2 separate regions of the Zea mays genome follow, and region 1 is linked to region 2. A link is a contact called in public Hi-C data. All regions are on one chromosome and are shown on one strand. The core of a region is the stretch at or near the end of the contact, and the rest is flanking DNA. Distances in the headings are between cores, read along the strand shown. Region 1 holds the start of LOC100277858. Region 2 has its middle 58 kb from the start of LOC109939968.

Region 1 (6,394 bases), core at 3,268-5,767, 140 kb after region 2:
ATAGTTATGTTAACAGTCACATACCAAAATCTTACTTTAAATAGACCTTGGTCTATTTTCCTATAGCCACACATAGGGCTGGAAAAAAAGCTCGAGGCTCGCGAGCCGGCTCGGGCTCGATCAGGCTCGGCTCGGCTCGGTGAGGCTCGCGAGCCTAAACGAGCCCGAGCCGAGCCTAATTCTGCGGCTCGCTACACTAACGAGCCGAGCCGAGCCGGCTCGGTGAGGCTCGCGAGCCGGCTCGAGGCTCGGTCCAAACTACTGCTTACTCGAATCTCCGTTGACCAGTGTGTAATTGTGCTGTTTTGGTCACAACTCACAAGGAACTAGAGTGAAGGGACATAATTTTTTATTACATGGAACATATTGTGCTTCAAATTTGAGCTAATGACTATAATTAATGTTGTTGAGTACTTGAGTGTACAGGCTCGCGAGCCGAGCCGAGCCGGCTCGCGAGCCTATACCGAGCCGAGCCGAGCCTCATTACCGAGCTCGCTAAGTGACCGAGCCGAGCCTAGCTCGGCTCGCTATTCCACCGAGCCTCACCGAGCCGAGCCGAGCCTGGCTCGGCTCGGCTCGTTTCCAGCCCTAGCCCACACACAACCACTTCATCCTCGTTTACCATTTTCATTGCCATTATAATCGAAAAAAAGGTATGCTAGGGAAACTATGTAAGAAAATGGCATGAAAATTAGGTTTGCAGAACATTCCAAGTAAAAGTAATTTGTCCACCTAAAATTGGGCAAGCAAAAGTATCAACAAAAGGCGATGTGTATCTCACATCCAAAAGGTCAGTAGCACACACTCGATGCCATTTGCCATGTTTATACCACTTAAATTCGTACGCACTACACACGTAACAAAGTCCATTGACCGGCCAATGGCCCACACGCGAAAATACCGAATTTTGGTGTGGTGAGTATTTTTGCACAGCTTGACTAGCATTTAGAGTCTTGCGTGTGCAGTCGCTAGCATAGCGCATAGATAGGTCAAGGATGCCATTTTAGGAACATTTATGGATTCATTAGCGTATGTTAGCAAACAAGCTAGTGATGTGTCATGTGCATCGTCGCAAGTGGTCCTTTTCTTTATAGCCTATACATGGAACATTCTATCAAAAGATTGGCTCGGCACCTTGAACCGTGGCCCTTTTTGCATGATACACAGGTCACTCAACTCGATCACCTACCTTTGCTTGGCTTGGCTTGGCTTTGCTTTTGCTTTCGACATGAGGCAGCCCGGGAAATCTTACCGAAAATCTAGAGCAGCCGAATCCACCACCGTCGCCATTGATGAATGATGATGATGATGATGATGATTAGCTTGGAATCTACAAGCTTGGGAAGGTACAATGATGCTACAAAGCCCCCAATCATGGCATCCACAACCCAGCGTTTCCCCGGAGGGCCCCCCCTGAGAACGGCGTCGAGCTGGTTTTCAACGACGGTGACCGGACGGACATCGCGCTTTTTGGTAAGATTGGAGGCGATCAGGTGGGGGAGATCCTGCTGTAAGAGTGGCCGCCTCACTTTGTGCCGCTGGAGCTGGAGGGGAGGGAGCACTGCCGGTGCCGGTGCCGGTGCCGGCTCCTTCCACAGTTCTCCTGCGGTGGTGGTATCAGCCACCATTCCACTCGACGGTTTCTTAAGCTGTGTAGATGGTTTTTGCATCGCTCTTTTCAGGTCTGGATCAAAAGGAGAGAACACCAGGAAAAGGAGATCAGATGTGGTGCCAACCATTCTGTTGCGTAATCACGACTGCTCGTACTGTTTAAGGATGAACAAGTTCAGTTGTTTCTAGTATCAACTAATTAGTGGCAAAGGAGCTTTGCTGCAAAGGAAGCGGCTTTTGGGCAGGTGGTTTGGTCCTGGTTCTCAAGAAATGTATGGCTTCCCTCTTGCCAGGTGAGTCAGGATCTCCATCCTTCCCAGATGGAATCGGTCGCCAAATGATTGGCTGATTGAATGGATGATCATTGTTCAGCAAAGCCGAAAGGAACGAGCGCAAGCACGATCCCAGCAGCTTGGGCATCATATAAAGCAGTTTTTCATCTTTAGAAACGCCATCATGAGCCAATGATTAGAGCTGAACCTGATAGCGCGCAGGAGAAGGTACGTTGATATTATTCCAAAGGACATGTGCTTCTCTTTATTTCTTGTATACAGGTGTATATATATATGTACAATCATAAGGTCCTTAACTTTACAAGGTCATGCAATAAACAGTTGATACGCTACTATCATAAGCCTGATGTATCGTCAGGCAGGCAGGGATGCTCCCATCACATGCTGGTATACATTCTCTCCTAAAAAGACGCCGTCACTGGTAGTACTTGCATTCTAATTAGAACTGCATAATAAAGTCTGCGGCAGGTACTCATTACAAGGTGGTGACGGATTTCTCTTAAGATGATGCCCCTTCTGATTTGCTGTTCCTGTTAACAGATTAAGAAATCAGGTTAGAGATTTGTGGAGATGCGTACAAGGAGTATGGCCATTTTCTGCTTCTTCATAATCTATGTGCCTGAAGCTAAAACGATTTGTAGCTGCAAACATAGAGCAACTTTAGCTGTAAGCACGCTATGATTGAAACATTGGGATGATATCTGAGAATGGAAGGAACACTCTAGCTAAGAAGTCTAAAGTAGGAAAGGTTTTTGAGCACCCAATTACCCAAAATACATTACTGTTAGCTATCTTGACAGAACTCATGATACAATTTGCTAGTAAGCATGTTATATTGTAAAATTGTGGGATGGAATAAAAAAACAAACGCAGACCTCTGGGTAATCAAAAGGTTCTAGTCTTCTAGAAAGCATCAAACAAATTCTCCTAGCCAAGTTGGAGACGCTCCCAACCACTGCTGCAGCAGGCTTCTAAAACAGCTACCGTAGCCTACAAGCAACGGATTCGGTACCACATAGCAATGTTCTTTCGTCCTTAGGTTCTATGTACTTGCCCATCACTGAAAGGAAGGAATGGCATTAAGGAGCAACTGAAACTGAATGATGAACCAAAGGGTGCCACCTACTTTCTTGTAGTAATGCTAATATTGGCGTTGCAGGTCAAGATGAAATATGAAAACTTCAAGGTGTAAGAAGACAACAAGATAAATCAAATCATAAGAGTTTACAGTTAGCCATGTTTCAAGAATACATGTTCATAATGTACAATATATGAAGTGCAATTACTAGTTATTTAAATGAGAAATGTTGCATAAGCTATTTCAATCACAACTCATTTTTTTACTAGATAAACCACATTGATCGTGCAAATGATAATGGCTTTATTTTTCTCCCATCCATATACAAGTATCCGGTATTCCCAGCTATGCCTAAGCAATTCAATAGCCGCTTCTGAGAGAATAGGACTGCAGATATTCACAATACAAGGTGTAAAAAAAACTTGTGTTGTCGTAAGGAACATAGTTATAGCTCCAGTCAAAAAAAAATGGAGTAGCTCCAAAGTGCCAATATATCGAATTGTATGCACTGAAGTTTGAAATGTCTAGACTTTTCTATGGATTGCAACAAACAGTTTTACTTTAGCACCAATAGTAGGCATGACAAGAAATTTAGGAATTTGAGATGGGCATCCAGAGGTGAACAAGGACACAAAAATGCAGGTAATTATGCCTTCAGGTCCTTTAGCCGTTGTACCAAACTGTAAATGAAGCTGAATCAAGTTTGAAATGCTGAAATAGACAGCTCAAGCAACTTTCCCCACTCCAATTTAACTACAATTGCAACCACGCCCACATGAAGAGCTGCAGAATCGCCATATGCCCAACTAGATCAGATAGTGGGTGGCCATGCGGGGTATGCTGATACAATCCTAAGCTACAACCTAACTGCAACAAACTGCTTCAGCAATGCCAGGAGTCCAGGACTGAACAGCACTGAAGCAGTCAATCTGGATCGAATTGAACAAGTGCTGGACAGTCAGTTTCCACATGAATCAGCACTGAAACATCCGGATGAGCAAAAGGAGAAGAAGGCTTGTGTGGTCGTGCGGAGGTAAAGCTTTGACCTTTGTGCGGCTTCGGCCTGGTTCTGGTAGAACTTGGCGAAGCGGCCGCGGTTGGCTGGCTTGGGTTTAGAGGGCTTTTTCGGGCGCAGGCCGGCGATCTCCTGCACCAGCGGCACGTGCACCAGCACCGTCCTCCACGCCACGTACCAGCCTGGGGCGACGAAGCGGATCAGGGAAGGGAACCCACGCAACTATTCAACTGAGGAGATAAGGGGAGGGGAGTCATACTGAGGAGGATGAGGGTGAAGACGAAGGCGATGGCAAGGACAGGGCGGATGAGGAAAACGACGGCGACTTCCGACGCAGCCGCCAGGCCGCCGCTCGCCATAGCGCCGGCGGCAGCTCAGTTCCGGCCTCGCAAGGAAGGGATCCGCTGGCGAGGTTATTGAGCCTATGGCATGCGAGGCCCGCGGAAGCAAGCAAAAAGCCTGCCTGCAGTAATGCAGTTGTAGCGCCGTTGACTTTGCTGGCAATGCAGGCAACCGGATTCGGGAGGAGGAAACAGAGTGTCATATACTCATATCGCAAGGCAATAACATTTGCGTAAAATCATGTCGCAAGACAATGATATTTGCGTAAAGTCACCCGTTGTCCATTGACAAGAGGCTACTGGTATATATGTGTCCTTTGTGTAAAATCACAGAAATTTGTCCTTTGAGTCAGTCACCAGGAGCTCAGGACATTCAGAACACAACTTTGCTCAAACGTTCATCAGAAGAAGCCGGCCTGGCAGCACGGGATGGTATAGCTGGGTGCAAAGGTTACAGAGAACTATTGACCCAATACTTTCAACTGAATCCCTCATCGCTGTTTAAATAACAACACAACACGGTTACATGTGCCCCCGCTTCCATCCTGATGTTTTTGTGGAAGATGCACGGGCAGGCTAACGAAGAAACAACACAATGCCCACATATGAAAATAGAACTCATAATGTAATGAGTCAGGCATTCCTATATGTTACAAGCTGACAGCAAATATGTTAGTGTGATCAGGAGCAACCTAATGCCTGTTCAGCAGAAAAGATCATTCGTCATGGTCATATTACATCATCTTACATTCTTACTGAACGAGAATAACACAGAAGAATGGCAAACCCACTATCGCTGGTATCCATGCTCCCTCAACATGGTTCCGGTTGCACCCTGCGCTTCCTTTTGGTAGGCTTTGTGGTACCATTGTCACTGGTAACTTGAGCCACAACAACTTTTTGAGTTGGTAGCTGGCCAATGAAGAGAACGTTTTGTGCCCAACCAGCATAGCTTCCAAATCTAGTAACAAAAGCATCGGCAACAACAACGCTAAGTTTTGGGGTCAAGCTCTTGCCAGCTAGCTCTGGTAATAGATACTGTGTAGCAACCTGCATTAGAATCCATATAGAGTTTAACACTCACATGAAATAGTCTTTGGATCATATTAATGGGGTGTTTGGTTTCTAGGGACTAATTTTTAGTCCCTCCATTTTAGTCTCTAAATTGCCAAAAACGGAAACTAAAACTCTATTTTAATTTCCATATTTGTCAATTTACAGACTAAAATGAAATAAAATATAAGGGCTAAAAATTAGTCTCTAGAAACCAAACACCCACTAAGTATAGACAGCAGACCTTCTACAGGTTGCATCCACAAGTTTGATTGAAAAATAATAAGAATTCAAAAAAAACACCCCAACATGAGTGGTACAGTCATTATGAATGCAGCAGGAATATGTATCTACACATGGTGATTGTTTTACTAGCGTTTCAAATAATATTTTTCCAAAAAAAAACAAACATAGTTTTGTTTTTTTAAGAGGGAACAAACCTAGCAATGAAGGCAGACCCAGTGCCGAATGCGCCCACATAAGTGGTGTCTAGGAAAAGAATAAACCAAGGCAAGCCTTCCCCTGCAAATGCGGAGAGACTGCTTCGAACTCGTGACCTGGTAGCTCATTGAGATAGCTCTCACTACTACACTAGGTCTACCCTTCTAAAACCTAGTAATGAAGAGCAAGGTTTTTATGGTCAAATCAAATGGTTGAGTCATAACTTGAATCAGGTGCCATGTGCAGTCTACATACAGCGAAAGGAAGTGCAACACACGTTAGCCTGTACAAATGGTCGATAATTCATCTATGCAAAGCCTTACTGTGGTCTAACAGAGAATGATGGTGATGGACATAACTCAAACAAGCTCTACCTCACTAAAAATATCAATGAACTAACAATGGTATGTCCAAATGAAACAACAGAAGTAGAAGCAATTGTTACAACATTAATACAAAAGTGAGATATAGCAATATAGCATACCTTCCAAACATGTGTGTCGACAGGAATAGCATGATTTTGATCAAGGGAGAACAGAGCAATGCAGGCAGCGACCTTTGG
Region 2 (6,184 bases), core at 3,433-5,932:
CACAAAACTCCGGGTCAGGTGTGGGTGCACCCATGGGTCAAAATCTTCACCTATACCTGCACCTGTTGAGTCAGGTAACCATTGTGTTTCAGGTTTGCGGGTTAAATTGCCATCCTTAAGGGTGAGCAAGAGCACAAGGCGAAGACATGCTAGGCCATGAAGAGTGAACCACCATAGTAGAGCTGATTTATACCATTTCTTAGCTATTTCTAGGGTGCCACCTCTAGACCGTAGTGTTGTGCTTAGTGTGGGGGCAGTTGTATGTCACCACCCCCACTTGCCTAAAAGTTAAAGTGCTTGGCATTGGACACGTCACACATCTCTTCATATTTCGATGAACCATGTGATGCTTTGGGCACAAAGCCAAGCAGTTGGAAGAAAAAATGGAAATTAGGAATGGAGATATTATACAAAATCAGTCATTGGCCTATGGAGACCTGCAGATAGGGCACTTATACTATAAACGCCTTATAGAATAGGTCTACCATGCATGCTAAAAATCCACATGTGTTAACCACATTAGTTGGTAGGTAGAGCATTGTACATTCATCATATCATACATCTCACAGATCATGCGGGTCATGCATTGTTTTTATTTCCATACCCTACAGTTGATAGAGTTGGGGATTTAAGTATGAGTGTTTGGTTTTTACCTTCCTACTTCCTCACATGACTCTTCGTACTTGTCAATTGCTTTATTCCTCCTTCATTAGTGGTTGCCATTCCCTTGTTTCTATAAGTACAATCACCATGGCTACAACCTTTGCTCTTGACCTGCTATCGTGTGGTAGAGTCCTCAACCAATAAGGCCTGGACAAGGCGTGCAAGCTCCTTAGGTGGCTCATGCTGCCAATATCCAGCAATGTCCGCTTGACAACGAATATGACATGGACTCCCTAAGAGAAAATGGGGTAGTGCATTGTCTTCTACCCACACATGATGGTAGGAATGAATTTCTCATTATCGAGGTTCTTTCTCTATGACCTCAACTTCTATGGTCTTCAAGTCGAGCATCTTACCCTAAACTTCATTCTTGCCCTCTCGATCTTCACTTATCTATGCAAAGTATTCGTGTGGAGGGGGGTGAGGCCATGCTTCGATATCTTCTACCACTTCTTCGTCCTTTGGGTGTTGAGCAACCAAAACTTCTGCAGTAAGGTGTACTTCTAGCTACACTCTAGGCCTCTCTTCCATACATCATATATCACAATAGACCTCTCTAACAAATGGAACATTATTTGGAGTCTTGGATCCGCATCAAAGTCAAGCCATAGACACACCTAAAGATGTCGATGAGGGAGCCTATGGTTGACAAGGACTCGCGGGAAGGTCTACTACTAGTCCGAGACATGTCATGCAGCTGGTCCTGAGGAGAATCAAGGAGCTTATTGGCGAGGGGGCTATCAACACCGATTTTGTCGATGCACTTCATGTCATGTTTGCTTGCCCCACTCTAGGGGCACTCAAAGGCAATATGGGAGTACACTACCATCAAGGACCACATGTGGCTCCTATAGTGTCGTGACTTTAGCCTTCCTCCAGACACGATGGAGGAGATGGTAAAGTTTTTGCATCGACTCAAAAAATGCTAGTGACACTGATGGGGATGTTCACCAATTTTGATGATGATGCAACCTATGAGTATGTGGCCTAGTACATGCCCCTTTACAACATGACTGGGCTAGGGATCCCAACCGGACAACCTCTATTCATTATGGGCCAAGGTTCTAGGACCCATGGTCAGCCCCCCTTTGAGGATAGTAGGCCTCTAGTAGTATGGTTACCATGAGAAAGGGAAAGGAGGTCGCTCTGAAGGGCACTAACCCTAGCAATTCGAGGAAGAAGAGAGCAGTCCGCACTAGTGACACTTCTATCCCAAAGAGGATGCATCAACACATTTACTCAAAGGCCCCTTTCATGGGTCCTATTGCTAAGAAGAACAGAAGCCCCAACATGTTTGTTAAACATGATTTTTAATATATATTTGCCTCTTCTCACCATCTTTTCATATGTTTTTAGGTTGACGATGATCAGTGCCCGTAGAATGCCCCAATTTTGCAGGTAGCTTCCTATTTTGTCCCCATGGGTGTTGAAGCTACCCTACTAGAGGAGTATCGCAAGAGGTGTCGGCCCTAGCTAATAGTGAGGGGCGCCAGCTATGGAAGATCCATGTGTGGTTTTAGTAGTTGAGACAACTAGTAGACTAATCTCTACTCTAGTGTTATGAATAAGATATGTTAAGTCCACATAACAAGGTTGAGCGAGATTGGCCACCATGAAAAGGGTGGATATGTTCGCAAAGCGAGATTGGTCAACATGAAAAGAGAAATAAGAAAAGCAAAATGCAAGTGGTCAATGCAAAGGTATAAGCTAGGATATTTTGTTTTGCTGGTCAAGACACAATAAAGTGTAGTATTATATTTAGGATAGATGATCATACTATTAAGGGGGGAGCTTAAATAGACAACTTGGTCATATAGTGCCACTAGGTGTTGGAATCATATGCATTGCATATAGGCCTAAGTGACACATGCGATAGTAATAAAAATGTTTATTAAAACCACTTTAGAAAATGCTAACTACGCTCTATTATGTTTGGGAAATCATTTGAGAGTTGGTATGCTTGAGAAGAGAAGAGAAAATGTTGCTGGTGCAGATTTTTAAAGAGCAACAGACATAACATCAGATATGGCGTCATCTTGTATTTACTTCACTATTTATAGCCAAACGCTATGGAGTCTGTTGTTCACCAAATACGGAGCACCGAACAACCCACCAGATAGGGCACTTAGAGAGCATGTCGAAAATGCACTTTTTCTCTATAGTGCACTAGATGTGTCCAATGTGGCACCGGATACCACACCAAATATGGTATCCAAAGAGCTTAAAATTTACGCGTTACGGTCCAATACTCATTAGACGTGTCCGGTGGTGTGATCGGTGAAAGCACCAAACATCTAACAACATTAACGCCTAGTTTGTTGCTGTCGGAGATGTAGCCATTGGAATAAAACACCGGATATATATATATATATATATATATATATATATATATATATATATATATATATATATATATATATATATATATATATATATATATATATATATATATATATATATATATATATGGTGTATTGACCGGTGGTGCACTAAACATGTATGATGCACCTAAATTTTGTATTACAATAGGTAATGGTTAGATTCTCTTGTAGGGTTATATATAGACGCCTTAGCCGGCTCTGGCTGGTATCCCTCGACTACAACACTTGCATACACCTCTTGAGGTTATAGAAACACACTCCACTCACTTGTAACTTGTAGTTCATCACTTGGGGTTAGATTGGAGTACTTGTAGACTTGTAGTACATTACATAGAGCTCTTGCATCTTCTGGCACTAGTTGGATGACTTGGGCTAGTTACACTCCCATTACTCTTCGTAATTGTTATCACCTAGAGTTTGCGAGATCATTGAGTGGCTATTGGTGATTATCATCGTCCTCAATCATTATTGTGAAAGCAAGGATTTTGTGCTCATTTCTTGTGGGAGATTCACGAAGAGCAAATATAGTAAAAATATAGGCTGTTGGGGGTGCCAATCTAGAGTGATTCTTATGGTACTTGTATTATGGGTTTGACATGTAATGCCAGTTAGTGTGTGAACCATATAGCTAGGACTTGCCACAATGAGGACATATATTTGTGACAAGCAACCAGAACCTCGAGGGATGTATCTTGTGTCACCTCTTGTTTTGTGTGGTTTGCACTCCAAACCATCCTTACAATTATATTTACTTGTTATATCATGTTGTTCTATCTATCCTTGTGTAATTTATAATTAACCTTTATATCTTGCTAAGAAACTGCCCTGACTAGTTCATAACAATTTGTTTACAAGTTTCTAGTTTATTTAGGAGATATATAGCGCTTAGAGTAAATTAGAACTAGAGGAAGTAAATGGTTTTACATATTCAAACTTTGGCTCTAGTCATTTCTGTAAGTTTTGTAGAACTTTTTTTTTGTGTAGGCTATTCACCATTTTTAGTCATCTGGATCATATCGAAATCGTTGATGTGTCCATCACAGAGGCGGTCCCAATGCCTAACTATACTACTCGAATATTCTATTCTAGTGTGGGGGAGTAGCTAGTACATGCATTCTCGTGTTTATCAATAGTAGCGGTGACGATCTGCTGGTGATTGATGGTATTTTGGCCGCATAGAACGTTTCTTTAATTAGTTGGTGAACAAGACATCGCCGAACTCGTACAACCGCTATGATGCCTCCTTTTTCCTCTCTTTTTTTGTTACAAAAAAGATGGGGCATTCCCCCCCCCCCCCCCCCCCCCCCCCCCCCCCCCCTCCTCCTTTTCTCACTTGCATAGGTATGTATATATATAAAAGAATACATGCTCTTTATCTGTCTTGTGATGGGGCATCGACAACTGGTCCATCTCCAATCTCTTCATTAAGATAGTGTGTATCATTACCACTAATCTACTTGTTAATTACGTATGTATATATATATATATATATATATATATATATATATATATATATATATATATATATATATATATATATATATATATATATATATATATATATATATATATACTCCATAAAGTGAGAGTGAGATATGGACTACAATGAAAGTGAAGCTTCTCATAGTTCCATTTTGTCCTCGGCGTTCCATACCAAAGGGAAGGAACTCGTGGACGTTGGAACTTGGAAGTCAATAAAGGTAGGAGGACTAACTTTGTTCATGTGAAGAATACACCAATAATACAAATACATTTGAGATTTTTTTTTGCTTTGCTTTGCTTTTGTTTTGGAGAAACCTGGACAAGATATCCCAATCTTGCGAGGTGATTGTCACTCCTTTTTTTTTTCTTTTTGGGGAAGGTGACTGGGTGGTGCTAAATATATACTAGATATATAGAGATAGTAGTGCTGGTAGGCAAGAAAACCGAAGGCCATTGGTTGGCTCGCTGGATCATGTGAAGGGACATTCCGTTTGATATGTGTGATGTCCAAATGATTACACGGCGTGGCCACATTATTAGCTTTATGCTAATTTCCTTCTATCTCGTCGTCCTCTCGCTTTTGCTTTATTTGTTACATTTCAACTCCATGATGGATGGCGTCGTTGACGATGCCGACAGTGGCTAATTTCGCCGCTCTCTCTTACCGAGACTAATCATCTCTTGCATTGCTCGTTAATTTCAAGACCTGTTGGGAGTGAACGTATGCATGGTTTACCACGTGATCTTCATCAATGATTTTGACGCCTCGAAATCTCAATTCGTCGCGACATCTGCTGGAATCAAGTGAGAGAATGATGAATCGGACAGAGCAAGTATTAGGGAGACCTCCTTTTCTTTCATCAGTTGCCTGCTCAAAACCCATCACAAAGGAGAGAGGAAAAAAAAGGGTTGCTTTTGCTTGCTCAAAAACCTAGTTCCATAGGGAATGCATTCTGTGTGCACTGCATCAAATCCATATCTTCGAACCACTATGTAGATCTCCTTTTTGGATGCTCGCTTGGCCCAAAGTTCTGCTTTTCTTCCTGCAATTGATGCATCTTAATATTTTTATCAATATACTTCTGGCTTTGTTTTCATTCAAATAACTAATAGCGTATTTTTTTATTGGACAACACAACAAAACCATGTTACGCGTGGATGAACAACAATAGCATATTGTTGAGCACCAAAATGAGGTGCGGACGGTCCGGCCCTGAGGCCGGATGGTCCGCGGTCCGGACGGTCCGCGCCTGTGGGCCGGACGGTCCGCGCACGCGCAGAGTAGATTAGGGGTCCGAGTTTTGTGCTATGTTTGTTAGCTATATCCGCGGAATTAGCTCGGAATCCGGTCGTGTAAAGGGTCCAGCCCCCCTCCTCTATAAAAAGAGAGGCCTACGACCGATTTGTATCATCAATCGAACTTTCAATCAATACAATTTACATTTTATCCTAAGAGTAGTTCTAGTCTAGTTTAGGTTTAGCTATCCAATCCCCAAATTCTTCGTCTCTCTTCGGCTCTACGTCAATTAGAGGAGTCTAGGTCGGCCGGCCCGAGCCTAGACACCACCTAGGATCTCTCCTCCCCGACGGGGTCCCTCCCGGGAGCGAGATCCAGGCGCCGCCGGCGACTTCCGCCGCCTCTGCATACGCGCGGACCA

The links. Hi-C and Micro-C count contacts between places; a contact is called where the count stands out from the background.
Region 1: a Hi-C map of leaf shows a contact between it and region 2, with 4 times the contacts expected there. The contact joins the promoter of LOC100277858 here to the enhancer-like site in region 2. A contact is called at or near these places in 2 of 25 Hi-C or Micro-C datasets (endosperm and leaf).

What each region holds. Positions count from the first base shown.
Region 1 is chr5:175,694,207-175,700,600 of Zm-B73-REFERENCE-NAM-5.0, forward strand. It overlaps LOC100277858, which reads right to left and starts at 4,518. Exons shown (of 3, transcript NM_001151317.2): 1 at 4,257-4,518; 2 at 4,029-4,179; 3 at 2,112-2,434. The coding sequence starts at 4,356. The coding sequence ends at 2,404. LOC100273912 (N-glycosylase/DNA lyase OGG1) reads right to left here. Exons shown (of 3, transcript NM_001148304.1): 2 at 6,317-6,394; 3 at 4,805-5,388. The coding sequence ends at 5,152. It overlaps LOC103627280 (a long non-coding RNA gene), which reads left to right and starts at 1,109. Exons shown (of 3, transcript XR_553527.3): 1 at 1,109-1,473; 2 at 1,683-1,904; 3 at 1,984-2,235.
Region 2 is chr5:175,555,924-175,562,107 of Zm-B73-REFERENCE-NAM-5.0, forward strand. No RefSeq gene overlaps it. Among protein-coding and RNA genes, the nearest start is that of LOC109939968, 58 kb to the left of the region's middle. Within about 2 kb of position 4,683, at least 6 of the 20 cell types and tissues checked have an H3K27ac peak or open chromatin away from gene starts, as enhancers often do. A contact at or near this core is called in leaf, where this site is marked.